2 separate regions of the Gossypium hirsutum genome follow, and region 1 is linked to region 2. A link is a contact called in public Hi-C data. All regions are on one chromosome and are shown on one strand. Each heading gives the region's core, a stretch centred on a gene start, on an enhancer-like site or on the middle of the called end of the contact. The rest is flanking DNA. Distances are from core to core; before and after follow the strand shown. Region 1 holds the start of LOC107890468. Region 2 holds the start of LOC107895064.

Region 1 (5,442 bases), core at 1,989-4,488, 550 kb before region 2:
GCATAAAACATGCAATATTGCAGAAGCATTACTTCTTGTCTTGAGAAACAGTCTCGTTCAACTTGGAAGATAAAACAACTTCCTAGTAGAATTACAGGCATTCGTATAGTTATATGTTAGGGAAAAAAGGAGAAAGTGAAAAATGAGGAGAAGATCAAAGAAATTCAAGTTTTATGCTATCAGATCCCTAGCACAAAAAATTACAATAGATAGGCAAGAATCAGATGCCTTCTTGTTTACCATCCACAGTTTGAGCATCAATAGCTACAAACTCCACTTTTCCAACCATGAATTGATAATTTCTGCTCCCAAATTCTTTTTCATACCGTCTAACCACCTACATGGATGTAAAACTATAAGCTAATCTATTTCTGAAGAAAAAAGGACCAAAAGCATAAGACAGTGGAGCAACCATATTTGTCAAAAAAGCAACATATAATTTTCATGAATAACATAAAGAGTCACAGACAATGAATTTTACTCAACTGAACCCAAGAAATCCCTTAACCCAACAACTTGAAGCAAATTAGAACTGCATATTCAGAAAATTTCAAAGTGAAAAGTGTAAAGGTCACATCTATAACAATTTAACTCTCTATTAGACGTACACTTCCTATTAAATGTAACACTTAACTTAGCCTGACCTAAGATCTCCATTCATTTTCAGTCACTTCCACACTCCAATTCTCTCTTTATCATATTCTATCACAGCAGTAAGCTAGATACATTTAACATCAATCATATTTGGACCCTCTGAGCCATTCCTTTAACTTAAATGAATGCTGCCAAAATTACTCAGAAATTTATCATTTTGGCCCTCCTTTAGTTTTAATCTTTTTCTTGCTTCAATTCTTTCTTTTCCATATCACAGTCATTCCATGCACATAATGCAAATAAAAGTACTGAAACTAAATCATGCTTAGTTCTAAAAACGTAAACCTCATTTTTAATATTAACACGAGTAAATACCTCTGGTTTATGAGACTGAAGAGTTGCATAACCAATATCATGGTTTCCAGGAAGGTGGTAAACTTTAACAGTGGAATGTATTTCTTCTGTATTTAGACCAAACATATGCTTCAGACGGCTTAACGATTCCTGCCATCTGATCAACTAAACAATGTCAAGGGCACTCTAAATTAGAAAGGTAACTGAAGAGTTTCAAAGCAAAACCTGTTCCTCATTAGACAAAGAAAATAGTGAAGCAAAGATACGAAGAGGTGATCTTGATGGTGTTAGTAGTAGTACTAGTAATGCCTCATACTATGCATATAAAAGCATAAGCATGGTGGAAATATTCAAACTCCCAAACAGAAATTTGGGGGAAAAAAGAAGAAGAAAATTTTATTGTAAAGCATCCATGTGAGACAACATGATGTTACACTTAAAATTTTTTATTTACCAGAATGTGTTTAATGCCTTGAATTTCATTTTGAAATAAAGATGTTACGTAATTTCATCTGGAAAAGCTTGCCAGATCCAGAAAAGGCATACTTCCATGGATGATTTAACTTCAAACAAAGTAGCTAAAATGAAGTTTTAAGTAAAAACAGATAGTTACAAGCCTTACTCATCATCTGATAAATAAGGACCTCCATCAAAATAATCACCCAAAAACAAAATCACTTCTGGTTTGAAAGGAAGGATGGATGAGAAAAAGGCTCTGCGCATGAACAAATCTGTATAGAATTGTACAAACTCCAAAGCAAGTGATTTAGACGGCAGGCGAAGGGAGGTTTTGTCCATGATCTGTTAAAGACAACAAATATATGTTAGAATGCAACAAGGATGAATAACAGGACGAGGACAAGAGTACCTGTGGATCAGCAATAACAGCCACTTTGACATAATCAGCCGCATAACCTTTTCCATTCATCTAAACTTGCAAAACAAAAACTGTTAGTTCCTCTGTTGATTCGCTCATGAGCATGATAAAATGCGCAATAAACTGCATCAATGTGTTCTATTTGAGTTATACAGTGTTATCATCCATAATCACACCCAGAGAATCATTAATTGAGCACACTATAGTTTTAAGGAACTTAAACAGGTGCCAAGAATTCCTGAAATGTATAATGAGTATAGTTCAAACACTAGATTCCTTTGTACTAGGTGTAACAGATTAGCACTAAATAAGCATCATTCCAGTTTATCTAAGTAAATAACCAAAAGAAAAATGATCTGATAACAAATGTTAATTTGATGCTTTTGCTACTTTCTTTCATTCGGAAAGATAAAAATGAGTAGAGCATTTCACACATAAATAAGTAATCTTTTAGGGTAATTAAAATTTAATCAAATATAGGGAATTAGCTTTGAATCATTGAAGTTTGGGTTTCAACATATCTTCTGAAAGCAAAAAGCCTCAGGAATCGACAGCACAATTGTTAATACCAAAAATATCCCAATGCTGAAAGTTAAAACGTAAATTTTATTAAAAAGATACTAAACCCCACCACTGATTGCTTTCAGTCTTTTTTTGTTGTTGTTGTGGCTAAATAGAACTCAAATTTCTGCATATTTCAACCCTTTCAAAAGTAAATTTGCTTTTATAATTGCATCTTCTAAAATCAACATATTCTCAGCTTGGAACATGTTAATAATAGTAATGGAAATGAGATCAATTCAAATATCAATAAAACAAAAAGAAAAATGAAGATCAAATTAGTGAAAAGAGACGACAAGAAAATTACAGTGGAATCGGAAGAAGAGGATGAGGAAAGGTGAGGCCAAGAGCAAGAGAAGAGAAAGGGCATGTAAAAGGAGAACATCTCGCCGTAAAGGATGGTTGCAGTCCATATTAGGCATAGAAGCAGAGTCAATTTCTCGTGCCCTTTCATCTACTCTTTCTTTCTTGCTCGGATTCACTTAAGAAACCCTTTGGCGTTGAATGTTTGATCTACAACTGGATAATAAAGGTTTTCGGTGGGACGATGGAGAGAGAAAGAGACTCGGCCACGAGATCCGGCGGATCAGTGCAGTAAAGCCTGAGCCTAACAAGATCACCACAGAGTCAAGACATAAACAAGCGTTCAGATACGCTTTTTTTTTCTTCTTTTTTCCCTTTATTTTTGTTAGACACAGTAGACTATGTTACGACTTGGGCAGGTATGCGGGATGCTCGTCAGCTATGGTAAGATTTGTCGGTTAAAACTTAACAGTAAACCAACCCCTCAGGCTCAGGATTTTCTTCGCTTTTTTTATTGTCATAAAGAACATTGATAGATTAATTAAACATAACTCTGATGGACTCGGCACGCATAATGGGTAATAAATAGTTCGGTGGCTGTCGACAACAAAAGTGAAAAGTCCACGATTAGAGGATATTAACTAGGCTACTTAAGGGTATACAAAAAGGGATTCATCAAATTTTTGTTACAAATCAAACTAATAACAACCGAACCATCAAGCTCTACAATAATATTAGCTATCTTCTTGTCCCTAACAAGCATTAGACTACTTTTAAAAGTTTAAAACTCCGCTTGAACACTCATAACATGTGAGATATAACTATAAACTCTAATAACCTAATTTATTATATTATCTCCAATGATCATATGTGTTTTTGCCTTTCCAAGATTAGCAAGAACAAAACTATCTGTGTTTAGTTTAAATCATCTTGAGAGGGATGGTTATTATTTGATATCTATTATTGTAAGTAGTTTATATCTATGAAGAGGTGTAGATAGAGCATGAAATTCTACAACTTTAGAAAGAGTTATGGAGCTACTTGATTTGTCTCGACTCTTTCATGAAAAATGACGACATTTTGAGACAATTAAATTTATCATAACATAGAAGCAAAAATCACTTTCTAAGAAATTCTATAGAGATGATGCCAATTCTTGTCATTTTTCTCTAATCATTCGTGAAGCATAATATTATTTACGCTTTAGTTAGTCTCCCTTGGCCAAATTCAATTCTATCATTGTTTTATAACTGCATAGTCTCTTAGTAAGTGGCTAAGTGTTTCTAGTGTGTTAGGCATAATGAACTCTTGTCCTCTATATTTATTCCCCTACTACCAAAGAATGCTCTGGTTGGGACAATTTAAAGGAAACATTTCCAAAGAAAGATTCGTATTTTAGGAAAGACTTTAGATTTCCCAATAAGCTTTCACTAGGGTAAAGAGTTAAAGTGGTTTTCAACACTAGGATTCCTTCTATTCACAATAGAAGTGTTAGCACTAGCCATAGTGAAACTATTTATAGGATTTAGATTCCAACATAAAGTTTCATTTCCATGGGCCACTAAAAGTCTTGGTGTACTAAAGAACTAATTCAAACATGTTAGGAGTAAGTGTATTAAGGGTGTCATTATTACCCTCCCTAAAGGCTTTATTAATCATTTCATTTTTTTCACAAAACATTGTTTAAAAAAAAGTACTTATTTGAAAACCTTAATATTAAATTTGAGCATTTAACCAATTCAATATACAGTAATTCAAGGAAAACATGGGGATGGAAATAAATAGTACAAATTCATATATTTATAAATTTGGATAATATTTAGATTTAGATATTCAAATTATTAGTAATAAGGGATTCAAAGAAAATATGAATATTAACCTTTGGATATCCATTATGTAAATCTATTTTGTTTTTTGTTTTTTTTTTTTTTTTGCAGATAACAAATACAAATTTAGATAATGGATATATAAATCCTCTTTATTTGTTCGAATTTGAATATCTGAAATACTTTTTAATTTTTTTTACTTTTTTACTTAATAATTGCAGATATTTCATGTACAATACAATTTAGATTTAATGCGAAAAAAATGGATTCAAATCTTAAAACAAATTTACAAATTCGAATATAAATTTTTTATTTTTTATTACTTAATAATTGCAGGTATTTAATGGACAGTACTATTTATATTTGATGCATTGTCATCCCTAAAGAAACCCTCCAATCATACACGTATCTAAGATATGGTTAAAGGTTATAATAAAGGTATTGAATATTAAAAATAAGTGCAGTTAATAGCTTAATCAAATTTCCATCCACAATAGCAAATTTATCTTAATTCTTATACACCAAAACGTCTTTCAAATAAAATAAACTACCACCCATTCAACAAATACCTCCAAAAGTCCTTCCAACAGCAGGATTCGCATCGTTGCATACTCCTCAAAATCTAATCCTATGACAAATCCTTGGGAACCAAATCTCTTGCAATGGTACATTAATATCCTAAAAATTTTTTATAGCATTTGACATTTTCTATAGAAATGTCAGCACCAGCCATTTTATGACAAAAGCCTTGACTCCATAACCAGCATCAACTAATATAACAATTTTGTTAGCTTTCCTATTCCAAAATCATAGGAAATTAGCAACAGAAACATCAGCAAATAAGGAAAAAAACAAACAGCATCAATTCTACAAATTTTGCCTCTGTAGGAGGAAACACCAAAATGGTGAGGATGGAACTCAGGATTA
Region 2 (5,189 bases), core at 1,117-3,616:
TTAAGCTCATTCCTTAGTTTACTATCTTTTCAGATAACCAGTGAGGTTAGGATTCAGACTCAACAATCGAAGGAGTATCTCAGATAATTTTTAATAAATGTATTTTTAAACTTAATATTTATACTTTTTGTTATTTAGGATTGACTATGGCATGAGACTTTAATTTGAGTTTATTTTGGCATGCATGACATTTAAGTTTTAAACGGTCTAAACTTTGAAATTGATTTAATTATACAAACAACTTGGTTTTTAATTAAAATCTGTCAAATATCACTTTTTTCGCTACAATATGGAAAATGAGTTTTGAAAAGTAAATAAGTTGGAAATCAACTAAAATTTCAAAAATAATCAACCTTTGCAAAGTATATATATTTAAATTAATTGTTTTATGTTTGAAACTCGTACATTTTTGTAAAACTAAGAGATTCACACAATTCTATATAGAAAGATAAGCAAATGGTTTTAAAAACGTGTTTTGAAATCTAATGGTTTTATTAGGCCATTTTGGTTGTCAATGTAATATTCAGAATTTAGTTATAACGTCTAGGCCGGGTTTAGAAGGTTATACAACCTGAAAGGGTATTTGGGTGCAAGCTAAAAGTTCTTTAAATAGAGAGGAAAAGTGAGTTTCAAGCATTGAAACTATATCTATCACAATAGGGGATCGTCCTTCGACTTACGTGTCCTTATACCTTTGAGCAAAATGGACTGGTTGAACGGAAGCATCGATAGATTGCTACTTTTGGACTCTCTATGCTTGCATATGCCTCCATGCCATTGGCATAATAGTATGAAACTTTCAGCAGTGTTATGTATATGATAAACAAGTTACCTTCCCTTCCTTTAGAAGTCATCTCTCCCTATGAAAAATTGTTTTAAATAAAACCGAACTATTCTTTTCTTCGAGTTTTTGGTTGTTTGTGTTTTCCTATTCTTCGGCCTTATCATGTTAATAAACCACAGTTTTGATCCACACCCTACACATTTCTTGGTCACTCACTAGTTCATGAAGGGAATAGGTATCATTATCATTCGAGTAAAATATACATCTCTTGTCATGTCACCTTTTATGAAAATATGTTTCCATTTCAAACCAACTCAATTACTTCAAATGTCTCTTGTCAGTTGGTGGGTAACTAGCTGAAGAACAAGGCGGCAATATTTCTAGTGATTTAATTTTTTAAGCACCTTTGATAACCCATAATAAAAAGAAAATGAAAGAAATTTTTCAATGAAAAAGTATAGAAAATGATAATTAGATACTGAGCCATTTATCATTTAATATAATATTTTTCAATTCTTTTAAATTTATCCTTTAAATATTTTACCTTTAAAATTTTAAAAATTACATTTGTCAAATAATCTAATTATATTGTCTACTTATTTTTAAAAAAATATCAAATATATTTTATAACCTAAATCTAACACTTATTTTTTAATTTATCAAACAATAATTTAATAAATGAATTTTAGAAGATTTATATATATATTTTTTATGAAACTTTATGCTAAATGTATTTCTTGCCAATTTTAGGAAGTTAGTGGATTTGACTAAAAAGGAAAAATGATATATCATGAAAAATTTATTTAACCTTCTCAAATTTAATAACAGCTATTAAAAAATGTGTAGAAATAGTAAAAATTTCTCTCTAATTTATAAATGGGAAGATAACGTATTCCAATATACTTGAATTTTCGTCTTCTTACATTGACAATAAATTTCATCCTAAATTGAACTAAGACTCAATCAACTTGAATAAAATATCTTTAACTTAATTTAACAAATTAACTCATATGTAAGTATAGTAAGTGGGTGATTTTTGCTCACTCAACTTGATATATCTCTAAATAAGTTGACGTTTATTTGATCCCAAATTAATTATTTATTTACTCCTTTCAAGTTGATTTGAAAAATTAAAGTTACATTTGATTTTGACTTGAATATATTTTTTTATATTTATATTAAAATAAAAATAACTTTTAATTTTAATGATAGCGTTAATTTTTTTAAGTATAAATATATTAGAGTAAATATTAATATAAAATTTATATCATAAATATTTATAATAATCGTTTTGGTGGAACGGATTTTCCCTAAATTCGACACCAACCTAACTCGACTAGTATTTAGAATAAGATCTGCCCCGCCTCCTAAAAGAAAAAAACTGATGAAATTCACTGTATCCAAGTATTGTTTTCTGCCAATTCGTATATATAGTGATCTCTTGGGCAGAAAGGTTTAGGTTTTGTTAATCATCCCATATAAGTAAATTATAATTAATGGGTACTCCATTCCTTGATACGTGTACTCTTCACGTTGACACTTGTCCTCTTTTATTCCTCATTTGTCTTCTCTCGATATCAGAAATAAGAAATCATATCAAAACTATTTCTCTGTTTCCACCTCCACCCAGTATTTTGACGTGGCAATATTCTAATGGTGATCAATGTACATAGTCAACCATCTCTGTTTTGACCAACCAAATGATTTTGCCACGTCATCACTCACAACTTCAACTGTCTCCCTCTGTTCAACACTCAAAGCGCCTACCCGCCTTATCCTCTTTGGTCTTTGCAGTTTTATTCCTTTCTCTCCTAAGTCATATAATTCGGATTCAATTTGGGGATTAGGGTTTGTGGAGTACTTCGTTTTTGGTTTTGTTCGCTCTTTAACTAGAAAAAAAAATAAAAATAAAACATCAATCAATTCCCAGCCATGGAAGGAGACTTACTAGATTGGGAGGTGCTCCACAACTCGGATTCTGACTCTAATTCTATCCTGGTTAACTCGCCGCAGTTGAGGAATCTTGAGGGAATCGAAGGTGATACTGGAGGGATGATAAGGTCTGATTACTTTTCTCTTGATAATCAGAGTATGTATGCGAAGGAAGGGGATGCAAGTGAAGAAGGCTCTATTGAGTCAGATAATCCGAGTTGGATTGATCCCAAGCCGGAGACTCAGTTTAGGAGGAATAATTCGGGTGATTTTTGGTCCGATTCGGGTAGTGATCGGTCAGATGATCGTAAATTAAGTGATTTCTCTGTGAAAAAAGACTTGGAGTCCGCTGAGAATGAGGTTTGTTTACAAGGGATTGGTAAACCGGAAGCTAGGGCTGACGGATTGGGTACATTTAAGCCTGATGGTGCCGAATTTACTGAATTGGATAGGATAAAGGAATTAGATTTTGGTGGGTTTGGCGATATTCAAGATCAGAATAAGGATTTGGGCGAGTTGTGGCCTGATGCTGGCGGAGATGGTTTGGTTTCAATGAAGTTTAAGGATGTTGAAAAAGAGGCTAGCATTGATTTTGGTGATTGTATGGAAAAGGGAGCGGAGATGGAGAATTCAGGCGAGCTTGATAATAGGAATAGCTCAACTTTGGATTTGGGAGTAGGACACGGTACTACGGCTGGTAATGAAGGTTCTACCATTGATGAAATGAAGTTAAGTGCGAAATCAGTTAATGAGGAGGAGAAGAAGAAGGTAGTATGGTGGAAAGTTCCTTTTGAGCTCTTGAGATACTGTGTTTTAAGGGTTAGCCCTGTTTGGTCCTTCTCTGTAGCGGCGGCTGTGATGGGTTTTGTTATATTGGGACGTAGACTGTATAAGATGAAGCGGAAGAGCAGTAACTTGCAGCTGAAGGTTACCATGGATGATAAGGTTAGTTGCTGCTTATTTTTTCTATTATTGTTGTCAATATTTGAAAATTGAATTATCACTTGTCTCAGATTTATTATGTAATCAGATCACGTAAGTTGTCGGTTGTCCCTGCTGCTGCATAATTTAGATCCATTTTTGCTCTAGGGTTCACGTTGAAATTGAATTTCATTCCCTTTTATACAAGACTATTTATGATCCTTTCCATTTTTGTTGCGTCATCTCTTCAAGCTTCTCAATGACTAGTTGAGATCCTTTGTTTGATTGATTTGTCTGAGTTTTTACTCTGCATCTTTACGAATTTCTTGCTCTGGAAATATTTGATTATTAGGAGCTTTCCTGAGTGAACCTCGTGTTTGATTGATCATTAGTTCCTTGTCAAATCTCTGAATTTTTTCCTCCTTTTTACCCGTGGCTCCACTTGGTTCGCTATAAGTAACTTCCTAAAAGAAATGTTCTTGGGGAGGACTGATTCTTCTTTTGTTTCCCTTTCCTCCTCCACTGTTCTGTTCCGTCTTTCACTAACAACACTTTTAACCAATACAAAGTACAAGGATAAGCTGAAGGGAAAACACATATATAATGGAAAAACCAAATCAAGATTCAAACATCAAACTTTCTCACCATTAAATTGGATTTAAGACTATTTAGCTGATAGCTGAATCATAGCCCACACATTATCATGGTGAAAGTACATGTAATTAATATATAAGGTACATTGGATAGTCAAGTACTTGTAGCAGATCAGGAAAATTTTGGTTCAGTCGATACAGTTGATGATTGGTCCACTGCAAGATTTGCCTGTAAAACCATACTTCCCAAATAAAATATTGGGACAGAGTTTGAGAAGAGACAGGGACCGAGGATGGCTAGTGTTAGTTGGTCCTCATGGCAAGGTTAACCTCTAAAAACAACTTTCCCATTAAAACTATCGGAGTTGCTTTCCTTTATTTATTTATTTATTTATTCTTTTACTTGGTAAAATATTTTAGTTCGACCAATATCTTTTTCTGCCATGTCTTATATTAGAAAACAGAAAATAACTTCCTGGATGTCACGTATGCTAATGGAATAGTGACACTATCTTACTAGTAACGTGCTCCTGTTATGTTGTGTTTTATTTTGGAAGGAATCATTTTTCTTTCACAAGAAATTTAGATTATAAGAAAGGAAATATGTTATTGATTCTCCATTGTCTTCTCATTCAATTTGCTACTTTCCCATCTAATCCAATTCAGCTAGAACAATACACCTTTTGCTTCTAATGATGTGGAGTATTATTGTGTTTGTATACTTTTATGTACGAAGGATTAAGTGATGGATATGTTTGAGGATATAGCACGAGCAACATATATTGTATTACTCCATTGGAAAAAAAGGATTTTCATGACTATTTAACTTAAAGTTTGCTTTTTCTTGTATAGCTAAAATTTTTGTTTGTTGATAAGTTGCAATTAGTTTCTGCAGGAGTCTTACTTTTTTGAAGAGTCTTTTTTTTTTTTTTACTTACATTGCATCAACAGCCAATATG

What was found. A called contact is a pair of places that touch in the nucleus more often than the background predicts.
Region 1: a Hi-C map of leaf shows a contact between it and region 2, with 2.3 times the contacts expected there. The contact joins the promoter of LOC107890468 here to the promoter of LOC107895064 in region 2. A contact is called at or near these places in 2 of 34 Hi-C or Micro-C datasets (both in leaf).

What each region holds. Positions count from the first base shown.
Region 1 is chrA13:82,186,584-82,192,025 of Gossypium_hirsutum_v2.1, reverse strand. It overlaps LOC107890468, which reads right to left and starts at 3,238. Exons shown (of 12, transcript XM_041084708.1): 1 at 2,694-3,238; 2 at 1,817-1,876; 3 at 1,571-1,749; 4 at 970-1,105; 5 at 242-337. The coding sequence starts at 2,840.
Region 2 is chrA13:81,637,476-81,642,664 of Gossypium_hirsutum_v2.1, reverse strand. LOC107895064 reads left to right here and starts at 2,366. Exons shown (of 2, transcript XM_016820273.2): 1 at 2,366-3,661. The coding sequence starts at 2,717.